Regions from separate parts of the Hordeum vulgare genome. Here region 2 is linked to region 1. The links are chromatin contacts, called in public Hi-C maps. All regions are on one chromosome and are shown on one strand. Each heading gives the region's core, a stretch centred on a gene start, on an enhancer-like site or on the middle of the called end of the contact. The rest is flanking DNA. Distances are from core to core; before and after follow the strand shown. Region 1 has its middle 160 kb from the start of LOC123445009. Region 2 holds the start of LOC123445010 (vacuolar protein sorting-associated protein 53 A).

Region 1 (6,238 bases), core at 1,030-3,529:
GCCTAGCTGCAACATGTGTAACTACCCGCAATACTAGATAACAACTAAAATTTAAACCGACCCGAGATATCCATCGGGACAGCAAGGCCATCGGCATTTAAGAAATGGGTCGCCCCGCGGACTCATAAATTGGCCTTGAGGCCATGAGGGCCACGTCCGAGGCTAGGGCCGGGTCGCCCGTTTCCATCCCGAGGCACGTTAGGGGTGTGGTTCCCAAAGGGCGTGAGATCGTATCCCACTCTCAAAATGTTTTTCTATCAAAAATAAATCGTTTCCCCTTTAATTTTGCTGGATGTATATTTTTTTAAAGAGATCCTGTAGTACCGTCCAATCGATGCGATGCCAAAAATCCCTATTTTTTTAGTGGGATGCTCGAGTACCATCCAGCCGATGCGGTGCCCGGAAATCCCTATTTTAACGCATTTTGGGTTAAAATGTAGCTGCTTCCCAAAGGAGATCGTAAGACCATTATGACTGGGCCGGTCCGTTTAAGCATCTCAGCGTTTTCAGTTTTGGGAACCTTCTAGAGGTTCTCATCCAGTTTTCTATGATTTTAGGAAACTTCTAGAAGGTTCTTAAACCGTCATTTTTTTGTTCTTTTTCCTTTTTCCCCTTTTCTCATTTTCTCGTATTTTTGTTTATTTCGATAATTGTTTCTTTTCTTTTGTTTCACTTTTAGATTTCTTTGTTTTTTAATTTGCTTTTTCGTTTTCCATAAAATATTTAAAAAATTATAACATGTTCACATTTGCACAAATATTACTCGAAATATCATAATATGTTCCTATTTTTCAATTTTGTTTTAGAAATTTGGAAAAATGTTCAGGAGTTCGAAAATGTTCAAATGTTTAAAATATTGATAGCTTCTTTTCACAATTTATGGGATATTTATATTTCGTATAGATTCAAGTTTTTGAACATATTTCCGTTTTTATATATTAGAAATTTCATCGCATTTCCAAATTTTGTTCGGGATTTTATAATAGTTCTCTACTTCTAACTTTGTTCTCCAAATTCAGAAAATGTTTGGGAGTTTTACGTTTTTGTTCCATGTTAAATTGTGGGTCTTGATATTAAGGAAAAATATCTAAATCAAAAAATGTTAGGCATTTTCATTTTTTTGTTCCCATTTTCAAATTTTGTTCTTGATTTCAAATTTTATGCTCTAAGTTAAAAAAAATTCGTAATTTATTTAAAAACATATTCAAATGTTGTTCTTAATTTGAAATTTTATTCTTTAATTTCAAAATTTTATGGGATTTCAAAATTTCAAAAAATAGTATATAACATCTTGGTTGAAGAAATACATGTGCTTTCAGAAGAATGTTTGCAATTTTGAGTAAATGTTCATAAATACTTTAAAATTGGTCCCTAATAAAGAAATGTTCGTACTTTTTAATGAAGAATGTATGCATATTTGAAATAAAGTTGCCTTTTGAGAAAAGTTCAATTTCTTGAAAACATTTCGATCTATTAAAGATATGCTTTTAAAAAGAATTGGAATTTGAAATAAAATTCCTAAAGTATTGTTTGACAAATGATGTAGGTACAATACTCCTAAAGTATTGTTTTACTTACCTATAACATGTTCATACAAGTAGATTGTTCTTATAGGTGTTAGCTACTTCAACAATTCCAAAGTTTGTCTGGTCTATTGGCTAGCATCGCGTGCAAGGCCCCGATAGGTCACGGGTTCGATACGGCGTAAACGCACGCGTTTTTTAGATTTTTGGTCCCGTGCTATAGTGTATATTTACTACAGGGCCGGCCCTATGCGTTTCCTGGACAATACATTGCGTAATGCGACGGGACCTCCTATGTGGCGGTTCAGGCGCCACTAGGGGAGCGGGTGCCTGCAGCGGCCCTCTTCGTGGGTCGGCCCATATTGAATTCGTTGGTTATTAAAAAATTGAAAAAAGTTTACAGAATTTTCAAAACGTTCAGATTTGTGAAACAAATTCAATGATTATGAAAAAAAGTTCACCGATTTTTAGAAGTATGTTCATGAATTTTCAAAAAGTTCACATAATTCGAAAAAAATATCATCGATTTTGAAAAAACATTCGTTAATTTTTTAAAAATAGTTCAGTGATTTCGAAAAATTTCATGAATTTTAGATTACGTTCTTTAATTTTCAAAAAAGTTCATCGATTTAAAAAAAAAGTTCAACAATTTATAAAGAAGTTCATCGAATTCAATATAAGTTCATAAAGAATTTGTAAATGGGCGGGCCCATTACGGAGGGCTACAGGCGCCGGTTAGGACACTTTGCCTTTAGCCGGCGCTTGGGGCGCTAAATAGGGTTTGCCCAATGCGACACATATAGGGCAGTTTGAGGCGCATCCCGACTTTTAGGGCCTTCGTGCATTTAGAAAACTTCACTATTGGGCTGACCCATTTACCTTAAAGTCTTCCTATTTTTTATTCTTATTATTATATAGAAAGGCCGAAAGTTTCTAAACAAATGATAAAATGGCAGAATCGTAGTAGTTCTCTAAGAAAACATAGAAAGATAAAAATATAGAAAGCCGTGGAATGGAGTAGTACCGGACATGGAGGGCTTTAGTTTTCATTTTTATAGGCGGATGGGGGGGGGACTAGTTATGGAGCACTCTCTTGGAAGCCTTTCAACGGTCACTCTCACGCGGCGTTACTTGCCGGTTCTCAGCCGCCGCCAAGTGTCGTGGTTTGTGCATTTTCTTCGCATTTTTTTGCATGTATTTTTGGCTTTTTACATTGGTTTTTTTGGTGTTTCAGTCTTTTGCTTGTCTTCCTTAGCTTTTTGACAAAAAAATTCAAAAATAATTGCATCAAAGCGAAAAAATGCTTCATAGTTTTTTTCGCAAGAGGCACTCTTTTGCTTCTGCGAGAGGCACGATTTTGCTTTCATAAAAGGCATGGCCGTGCTTTTCGGAAACGAAACAAATATATTTTTGCGAGAAGCGTGATTTTCCTTTCGCAAGAAGCACTGTTTCGCTTTCTTAAGAGGCATGGTCGTGCCTTCCGAATATGAAAAAAAAAATGTATTTTCTGTTTTTTTCGCGAGAGGCATAGTTTTGCCTTAGCAAGAGGCATGGTTGTGCCTCTTAGAAACGAAAAAAAAACATGTTTCTAGGCTTTTTTTCTATCCCGGGATAACCATGCCTCATCGATTTTCAAAAAAAAGTTCACCAATTTAAAAAAAAAACTCATCAATTTGGAAAAAAGTTCACACACTAAACACATGTAGAAAATCTAAATGGGATGGAAGCACTGGAGGCGCCGTTTAGCAATTTTTTTCAATAATTGGTGCCTGTGAGGCTAAATAGAATTTGCCTTTTATATCTCCCAAACAGCGAGATGGTCACTCCCCTCGCTTCATGCGTATGGGCCGACTCAGACGCTGATTTTCTCGGTTGCTCTTTCGTTTCATCGATCGTTGCTGTGTTTGTTTAGGATTTTGTTGGTACATTTTCTTTTTTTTTTCCGCTTTCTTTTGTTTTTTCTTCGGTTTTAAATTTCGTCATCCGTTTGCTATGGTGTTTTCGTATTTGTTATACTTTGGTTCTCATTGTTTTTAATATATTTTCATCAGTTTTTTTATTTTCTTTGTTATACTTTTTGTTCAGAGATTCTCCTTATCTAACCGTCCTGTTTCTATGTCGGTTTTCATTTATTATATTTGTTCTTTTTATTTAATTTTATTTTCTAAAACTTTTATTTTCCTTTTTTTTGAACAATTCTACATTTTTCTTACACATCTTTGATTTCCTGTGTACGTCATGACCATATTTAATACTCGTTTAATATTTTTCAAGTTTATCATCAACAGTATTTTCTCAAAATATATTTTTTATTTCTATTTTTTTAACACATATTGTATACTTTCCTACAAGTCCAAATTATTTTTTACGTATGTTTACAATTTTCAAATACAGTACTAATATATTTTATCAAATATATGTTTTGGTGCCTATTGTTCCAATACACTTTATATATTTTCGGCATGCATGTAATTTTTTTATAAATGTTTAACATTGATCTTATAGATTATTTAATTTGTTTTAATATCTCTTTTAACATAGAATTTTCTGAAACACGCCAAACATTTTCATATACATCTGAAAAACAATTCTTTATACACGTTTAATATATTCTTTGAATAACATGAAAATTTTGTACATTGTTCAAATGGTTTTATACAAAAGAATACGTGTACATATTCTTAAATGCGTGGATATTTTCTATATGTCAAAAACAATTTTGTTAAAGATATTAACATATTCTTAAGTTATGCTAACAATAAGTTACACCTTGGAAGTATTTTTAAAATTCTCAATTTATGTTTTTTGAATTAAATACTTCTTTTTAACACTAAATATAAATAAAGGTTATAACAAAGAGAAAAAACAACAACAAACGAAAATAAAATTGGACCAGCCCACTGCTAGCTCTCTTCACCCAATCACGACATACATTTGCTATAACTGTGTTATAGACGCTTCCGACAAATAGTCGTCAGAGGAACTAGTTGGTGAGCCTTCCTTCCGGAGTTTCCCAATGATTACTTCCACATGCCATCATTTGGCGTGTTCTCAATCGTGGTCATATGTCGCGTTCTGAGTGTTTTTTTCGGATTTTATTCTTTTTTTTCGTACGCGTTTTTAGCTTTTTTAGCTGATTTTATTTTTCCAGGTTTTTGGTGTCTCGGTTTTTTACCGGTCTTTCTTAGCGTTTGGACGAAAAAAATTAAATTCGTTTTTTTCTCGCGTATAAAAATATGTTTATTCCTTTTCCAAAAAGCACGACTTTTCTTGCACTAAAGGCACGACCGTGTCTTTCGAAAACGATAAAAAATGCGTTTTCTTTTTTTATTTTCTTCAAAGGCACGGTTTTGCTTTCGCGATAGGCAAGGCCGTGACTCTCAGAAACGGAAAAAATACGGGTTTCTTGTGTTTTCATGGGAAGCACGATTTTGCTTCTCCGAGAGAAACACGTTTTTTCCTTCTGTGAGAGCCACTATTTTTTTTGTTCGTTTTTTGTATGGTTTTTTATCAAAAAGTTTGCCAAAACTTGTCAACATGGGATCTAGTTTTGAAGATCTGGACGCGAGGAATCAAACAATGAAAACAATTCAAGATTTGGACGCACAATTTAATAGATAAAATATTTTGAAAATATAGGTCTACGAAAAAGGAAAAACTACCATGTTGCGACAAATGTCGCACTGCATCTTATTGCAACCTAGAGAATTGGGAGTGATTTTTGAAAGGAGCAACCCTTAATTAGTGATTTCGAATAGGCGTGGCTACGCCCACAACGCGTGCAGGTGGACCGACCTAGGTTCCGGTAGCGCGTTGCAGGTCGTTGACTGCTTTGTTTTTGGTTTTTTCTGTTGGATTTTTATTTTTTTTCCTTCTCTTTTCTGGTTGTTATTATGATCTTTTCTGATTTTTTGTTTGTTTTTGCTTTTTATTTTTCTTTGTATGAGTCCCTGTGAACATTTTGTTGATAAATTGATTTATTATGGTAATTTACGTTGGTCATTTGATCAATTTCTAAATGCTCTTGAAACATATTTGTAATATATGATGAACATTTTCTAAATATATGATGGATATTTTGCTAATAAATGATGAATTTTTTGTAAATATACGGTGAATATATTTCTAGTATAGATTGAAGTTTTTTTCTACACAAAGAACATTTCTGTAATAGATGGTGAACTTTTTTTTTAATATACGATGAACATTTTTAGTATATGATGAACATTTCTGCAAGCATGAGAAGTCCTTAACTCTTGGACTCTTTGGTTTTAGACCACTTCAATTATACTTTGAGTGGTTGGACTTGAAGTTCGTCTTGTTACCCCCAAAAAGTTTTTTAGGAAAGAGTCACGTGCTCATAGAAAGCATATTTGATCACCTCGGGGCAAGATCCTTTTTCTTTTTCTCCAACATCTTGAAATTGAACCTCCTTTGCCTTTAATGCAAGGTCGAGTTTATTTGTCCCACGAGCACGAGCAAGGGTATTGTTGACGGTCTTGCTCAAGATTCACGTGGAGATGAACTCACTGAATGCATCATCACATGACAAGTTGTGAAAGTTCAATCTTTCGCGAATCATGGAAGAAGTGTTTTTGTTAAATGGCATGAAAGCTTTGAGAAACTTGTGCTTGATCCATTTCCCATATGTGTCCTTGCTTCATGGTTCCTCAAAGAAATCGCAAGCGTTGTAAGTCTACAGTAGAGGTATTCGG
Region 2 (6,238 bases), core at 985-3,484, 400 kb after region 1:
TGTCAAGGTCATGATGTCAGATGCTTAAATGAATGCTCTAACATTTTTTTTGTTAGTATACTTGGTTAGTTCCATCAGTCTTCAAATTTTATCAATTTATCTAATTAGTCCAGCAATGCTCTAAGTCGTACCTGTGGACAAAGTTAACTTGACCACCATATTGTTTATTTACCGTATATCATCCGATCATTATCTGTAATTCCCTAAACATTATTTCTACATTAACTCCATGACTAATGTGTGTGCATTGATGGCTATTTACACAGGTATTGCGTTGCAGTTATCGAATGATCCGTCCTCTGAAACTGTGTATAAACGGGCACTAGTGCTATCGTCAAGCCAGCAGTCATACGCAATCCTCTCGAACATTGGGATCCTTTATCGGCAGCACAGGTTGTATGAACTTGCAAGAAAGATGTTATCCAGGTCATTGGAAATTTGTCCCGGATATGCACCAGCCAATAACAACCTGGGGCTTGTGTTTGTCGCGGAGGGCCGTTGGGAGGATGCTATAAGCTGTTTCGAGAATGCCGTGAAGTCTGATGACTTGCTTGATGCTGCCAAATCGAACCTGGCAAAAGCCCTCACATTGGCTAAGAAACAGTAGGGCAAGGAAGGGATGATGAACGGTGATGACCTTTCAGCCTCGCGCCGGAGCTTCGAATTAGGAGGACTAGCCCGTGCAAATCTCAGATCTGGAATGTCAGCTTTCAAGGGGCCAACTCAGAAGCTATGCTTGGTGACTTCTAATGCTGCTGCCGTCCGTGTGTCGTTGATCAGCACCCAGGCTCCGCGTTGCTGTGCTAGTAGGTTCTCTGTGGCCGGCCACTCGGAAAGGGCCCAGAATCTGTAGTAGAATTTGACTGCTGTAACAGGCATGTGACATGAACATGAACCGACTGCACCTGTACCATGTACATAACACCTCACAGGTTTAGTTGCATACACAACTCACCGTCACTGTAAGATCAGTTGCCACTTCGCCAGCTCTAGGTTTTCTCTTGGAAGACTCCGTCTCTGGTATGAAGTTGTGTTAACACCATTATCAATATTCGGTAGTGTCACTTGAAGTTTGTAGGAGTTCCCGACTCCCCACTACTATGGACGCAGCCTATTTCTGTATTTCCCCACAAAATATGGTGCCTTGGTTCCCCTTTTACTTTCTATATGCCGCCCTGTGAAATTTGGCATCTTTGTTCCTCTTTTAATTTGACACCAAGTCCAGTTCCCAGTTCTTTTTGGTTGTTGTCCGTCTGAGTTTTATATTGAAAAGCCTATAATGCCTCTGAACTGAAATAGTGTGTTGTTTAACTGATATTGACTTCATAGTATTTTAGCCATGTTTCACTTAGTTTATTTTAGTTATTTTTGTTCCAATCTGGCATAACAACTTACATGCAATAGCAATGCACAATGATCACCATATATCACAAAATACACCACACCTCGTAGATCCACCAGTTAAATTATGACCAGATTATACAAAAACTTGACCCCTCTGTGAAACTACAACAAATCGTACAAAGAATTTGCATTAACTGCGCAAATATTGATACATCCATTTAAGCGTCAACTAATTCCGGACGGAGGTAGTAGTAAAAAGTTAAATATTCAAGTACACAATAAACAATTTCTCCTCTGCATCAACTACATATCAACAAGAAAGCAATTACATGAGCATACAGATCGATGGAGCAATCGACAACAATTAAATGAACTACACAGTCAACAGCAACAAAAACTTGAATGGTGTGGATGACCATACAAACAACTGATCAAACAACAACAATGACACGAGCACAGCCAAGTCCACCAATCCACCAATATTAATCGTCCTTCCCTCTGCCTCCACTAATGTGTTGGAAGCCACGTCATCAGCTCTGCCTCCATGGAACCCTAGTCTCTTTGAAAGTCTCCGGTCTTGAAATTTGAACTTTAAGCGCAAGTTTGTAATTATTACATAGTACTAGTATATGTAAACATGTGTATTGCTCCCTTGGTCCGGAAAATACTTGTTGAATGTATCTAGATGTATTTTAGTTGTAGGTACATCCATTTTTATCAATTTGTGCGAAGAATAATTTCGAACGGAGGAAGTATTAATTCACAATTCCTACCTTGATGCCCCCCTCACTAGCAAGAGGTCACTATGTGCAAGTGCATTTCATCTCACTCGAGACTCGACTCGACCAACAAGTTTGAAAACCAAACCATAGCTTAACTACCCAAGTGAAGTTCGGGCTCACAGCTGGAAAAGCGGGTAAACTGGGGCTCCACCTGCCAGCAACCGACTCGGCGCCCACCACCGCCGAGCACAAATCGGCCGAGCAGACGACGCCGACGACCCCGCCGACGAGTCCGCGCCTTCCATTCCCTCCCCCGCTCGCCCGCCCTCTGCTCCGGCCCCGCCCCTCTCCCCGACCGCCCGGTCCCCGCCGGATCGTCCCCCCCTTCTTCCAGATCCTTCTGGAGGGCCTCGCCAGATCCTCGAGGAGCGGGCGCTCGGGGCAGCGAGATCTCTGCCCGGCATGGACAAGTCCAGCGCCCTCGAGTACATCAACCAGATGTTCCCCACCGGTACGCGCGCCGCTCGAGTTCGATTCCCGTTCCTCGGCCAGGCCGCTCGCTCGCGATGCTGCCGCGGCGGCAATGCGCTCGCTTCCAGCTTCGCTGGCCCGGGATTTAACATTGGGTGCTCGAGGAATATAGCGTTTATAACAGCTTGCGTTTGTTTTTTCCTGCGGCTTGGCAGAGGCGTCGCTGTCGGGGGTCGAGCCGCTGATGCAGAAGATACAGAGCGAGATTCGCCGTGTGGACGCCAGCATCCTCGCCGCCGTGCGGCAGCAGGTTCGGACTCGTGATCTCGTGCTCCACTTGTAGCAGTGTTGTGGTTTGCAATATCTACGCTCTTTGCATTTAGAACTGATGTGTTATGTAGTTCTTTGGTACGAGGAAGTGGTGTGGTATTATGATGATGCAATTGCAGTGAATTTACTTTGAATATGCTCCGGAATTGTTTGGTATTTGCTTATTATTGCTTATGGCTATACTATATATATCTGATAACGGGAAGATGTTGCTACTCCACAGAGTAACTCGGGAACCAAGGCCAAAGAAGAACTTGCTGCTGCCACAAATGCTGTTCAGGTCATACTTCCCCCTTTCTGTATGATTTGCATTTTACCCACAATGAACTTACTCGATGATCGATTGAGTGGCAAGCCTTACTAAGCTGTAGTTGGATTAGCTCTGCAAAGGGTAGGATGTCTATTTAGGGGAAAAGGGTAGGATGTTAATCAGGTACTGGAGTGAATACTTTATGGAATGATTGGAGTTTAACTTTGCTCTATACTAACAGGAACTAATGTATAAGATACGTGAAATAAAAACGAAGGCTGAGCAAAGTGAAACAATGGTTCAAGAAATCTGCCGGGACATTAAAAAGTTGGATTGCGCCAAGAGGCATATAACAACTACAATAACGGCTCTTCACCGCCTTACTATGCTTGGTTAGTTTCTTTACTTCACTTTATTTGGGGTATGTGCTATTGTGCTTAAAAATAAATGTTCAGTAGCAAGACTGCATCCACCTAAGCTAACTCATAATGTGCATACGTCATGTCCAGTTTCTGCTGTCGAGCAACTTCAGGTCATGGCCTCAAAGCGTCAGTACAAAGAAGCAGCTGCACAACTCGAGGTAAGCGTGTAAGACACATTAATCCACGACACACCTGCAAACTTTCTAGTGTTTATATCCATGCTACCGCTTGCTGTAACCATTTTGAATTGGCATGCTGGTGCTTTTATTTGTGTGCATAAGTTATCCAGGAAAGTTCCTTATCCTTTTTTACATTCAGGCAGTAAACCAGCTGTGCAGTCATTTTGAAGCCTATCGGGATGTGCCAAAAATATCAGAGCTCAGAGAGAAACTCAAGAACATCAAGAAAATCCTTAAATCTCATGTATATTCAGACTTTACAAGGTACACAACAAATGAACTGTATTTTGTCCTTGGTAGCAGCACTTTATCTGGAGTAGTAAACCAGTCAGGTACTGCAAGTAAGTTCAATGCAAATGACAATTAATCCCTGAGTTAGCCAGAAACAGGTGGCCAAACTTGGGAAGTAGCACCTTTTCATTTCCTCGTCATTTTCAGTATTATCACTCAATAAGTGAGGTTTTATCAGCGGGTATAGTTTGAATCCAGTGAGTAGCAGGTAAGTTGATTGAAAAAGCCATAGAAATTATATTCCCTAAATAGGCTACTTTATCAAATACTTCCCCTGCTGGACCGACAGTTTGGGATCCTGACTATTTCATGCCTGAGAAATGGGAACACATCGTAGCACTGCAAAGTTGTATTTATTAACCAACTGTTTTGTTTGCTATATATTTCAAACTATGAAACAGATCCACAAATTAGTATAACTTTGCAGCTTAGGGACTGGGAAGGAAACAGAAGATGAGAATTTATTGCAGCAGCTATCTGATGCTTGTTTGGTGGTTGATGCTCTGGAACCGTCCGTGAGGGAAGAACTAGTAAAGAATTTTTGCAGCAAGGAACTTATCTCGTATAAGCAGATCTTTGACGGAGCAGGTCAAAACCTTGTATATGTTACGTACATCAGTTGTCTATTTCACTTTATTACAAATGGGTGTACATTTTGCTTATTTTTCTGATACTTCTTTGGGGGAGACAGAACTGGCCAAGTTAGACAAGACTGAAAGGAGATATGCATGGATTAAGCGTCGATTACGGTCAAATGAAGATACCTGGAAAATATTTCCACCTTCTTGGCATGTTGATTATCTGTTGTGTATCCAGTTCTGTAAGATTACAAGGTTTGATGTTGCTTCTCCACTTTTGCATTTTATGAACTTACTTCTTTTCTTCGCCAAGCACGGAGTTTCACATAATACTAAAGCAACCATCACTTAACTTAGTTTACATCCTCTTTTATGCATTATGTCGCTAATAATATTTGACCACTCAGATGTCAGATCAATTATTATCTTCTGCTGGACAAATTAATTTACTGGTGACAAATTACTTCTTTTCCAGGACCCAGCTTGTCGATATCCTGAATAATCTCAAAGAAAAGCCAGATGTTGCAACTTTGTTATTGGTAAGTTGCTTGTTATTTCTTTGAAGTATGGATGACAGATGGGAATTACTATGTCCCCTTTGTCTTACCATTTTGTGCAGACGACTATACCTATATCATATCAAATCATTTTATCTTTTAGATAATTTTTCTATTGGTTTCATCTTGCTTCTGGTATACTGTTAGATTTCTGTTGGTTTTAATGCGACAAAATATCAATGAAGTAACACAATTATGTACATCATAATGCATTAATGTCGTAGCAGCTTATATCTGGGATTATGAGCTGTGTCATACTACATATGTCTAATGTTTTGACTGAGTGTGCAATTGCTCATTTACGTTATAGAACTTCTGCGCCAAACACTCTGACATTCTTGCAATGCAGGCGTTACAAAGAACCCTTGAATTTGAGGAAGAACTGGCTGAGAAATTCAGTGGAGGAACCACGACTGCTCGGAATAAAGAGCTGGAAAGTGATGATGAAAATGAGGGTACGGAACACAACAAAATTGTTTCAGATATACGGAAGAAATACGAGAAGAAACTGGGAGTGCCCAATGATGAAGCTGAACAAGTATTTGCTGCTTACTTGCTTAATCTCTCAACCTTTTCTTCCTCTGTTGATATTTTCTTTCCAACTCTTCTGCAATTCTTTACTGGCAGGACAAAGAGAAGCAGAAAGATTTGTCAGTTCCTGGTGCTGGGGTTAGTAGTCTATATCAACTATGGGCCAGTGCATGTTTATTATTCTTTTGAATAATACGAGCTGTGTGTCATATACTCATGTATCATATTTTGCTCTTTACTCTGGCAGTTCAACTTTCATGGGATCATATCATCTTGTTTTGAACCATACATGGCTGTGTACACAGAACTAGAGGAGAAATCTTTGGTCGAACAATTAGATAAACTTATCCAGGTATGCTAGACAAGTATAGACATACTTGAAGTTTGAACCCTTGGTGTTTGAGCCTGCTTAGCTTGATTTCGCCCTTCTATGCTGGCAGGAAGAAAAATGGGAAACCGAGGAAGGGAGTCAAACAAACATTCTATCAAGCAGCATGCAGGTATGAGAAATAATTCTTGCTAGTTCGAAATCTTGTTTCTGGCAAATTTGCTTTATGTGGCCG

What was found. A called contact is a pair of places that touch in the nucleus more often than the background predicts.
Region 2: a contact with region 1 is called in a Hi-C map of seedling, with 3 times the contacts expected there. The contact joins the promoter of LOC123445010 here to the enhancer-like site in region 1. A contact is called at or near these places in 2 of 6 Hi-C or Micro-C datasets (leaf and seedling).

The regions. Positions count from the first base shown.
Region 1 is chr3H:556,219,227-556,225,464 of MorexV3_pseudomolecules_assembly, forward strand. No RefSeq gene overlaps it. Among protein-coding and RNA genes, the nearest start is that of LOC123445009, 160 kb to the left of the region's middle. Within about 2 kb of position 2,280, at least 3 of the 3 cell types and tissues checked have open chromatin away from gene starts, as enhancers often do. A contact at or near this core is called in leaf and seedling, where this site is marked.
Region 2 is chr3H:556,619,863-556,626,100 of MorexV3_pseudomolecules_assembly, forward strand. It overlaps LOC123445010 (vacuolar protein sorting-associated protein 53 A), which reads left to right and starts at 2,235. Exons shown (of 24, transcript XM_045121924.1): 1 at 2,235-2,577; 2 at 2,753-2,847; 3 at 3,091-3,147; 4 at 3,359-3,509; 5 at 3,627-3,697; 6 at 3,858-3,982; 7 at 4,437-4,597; 8 at 4,701-4,842; 9 at 5,063-5,126; 10 at 5,494-5,682; 11 at 5,772-5,813; 12 at 5,923-6,027; 13 at 6,116-6,175. The coding sequence starts at 2,529. It overlaps LOC123445012 (UDP-N-acetylglucosamine--peptide N-acetylglucosaminyltransferase 110 kDa subunit), which reads left to right. Exons shown (of 12, transcript XM_045121926.1): 12 at 267-1,159. The coding sequence ends at 607.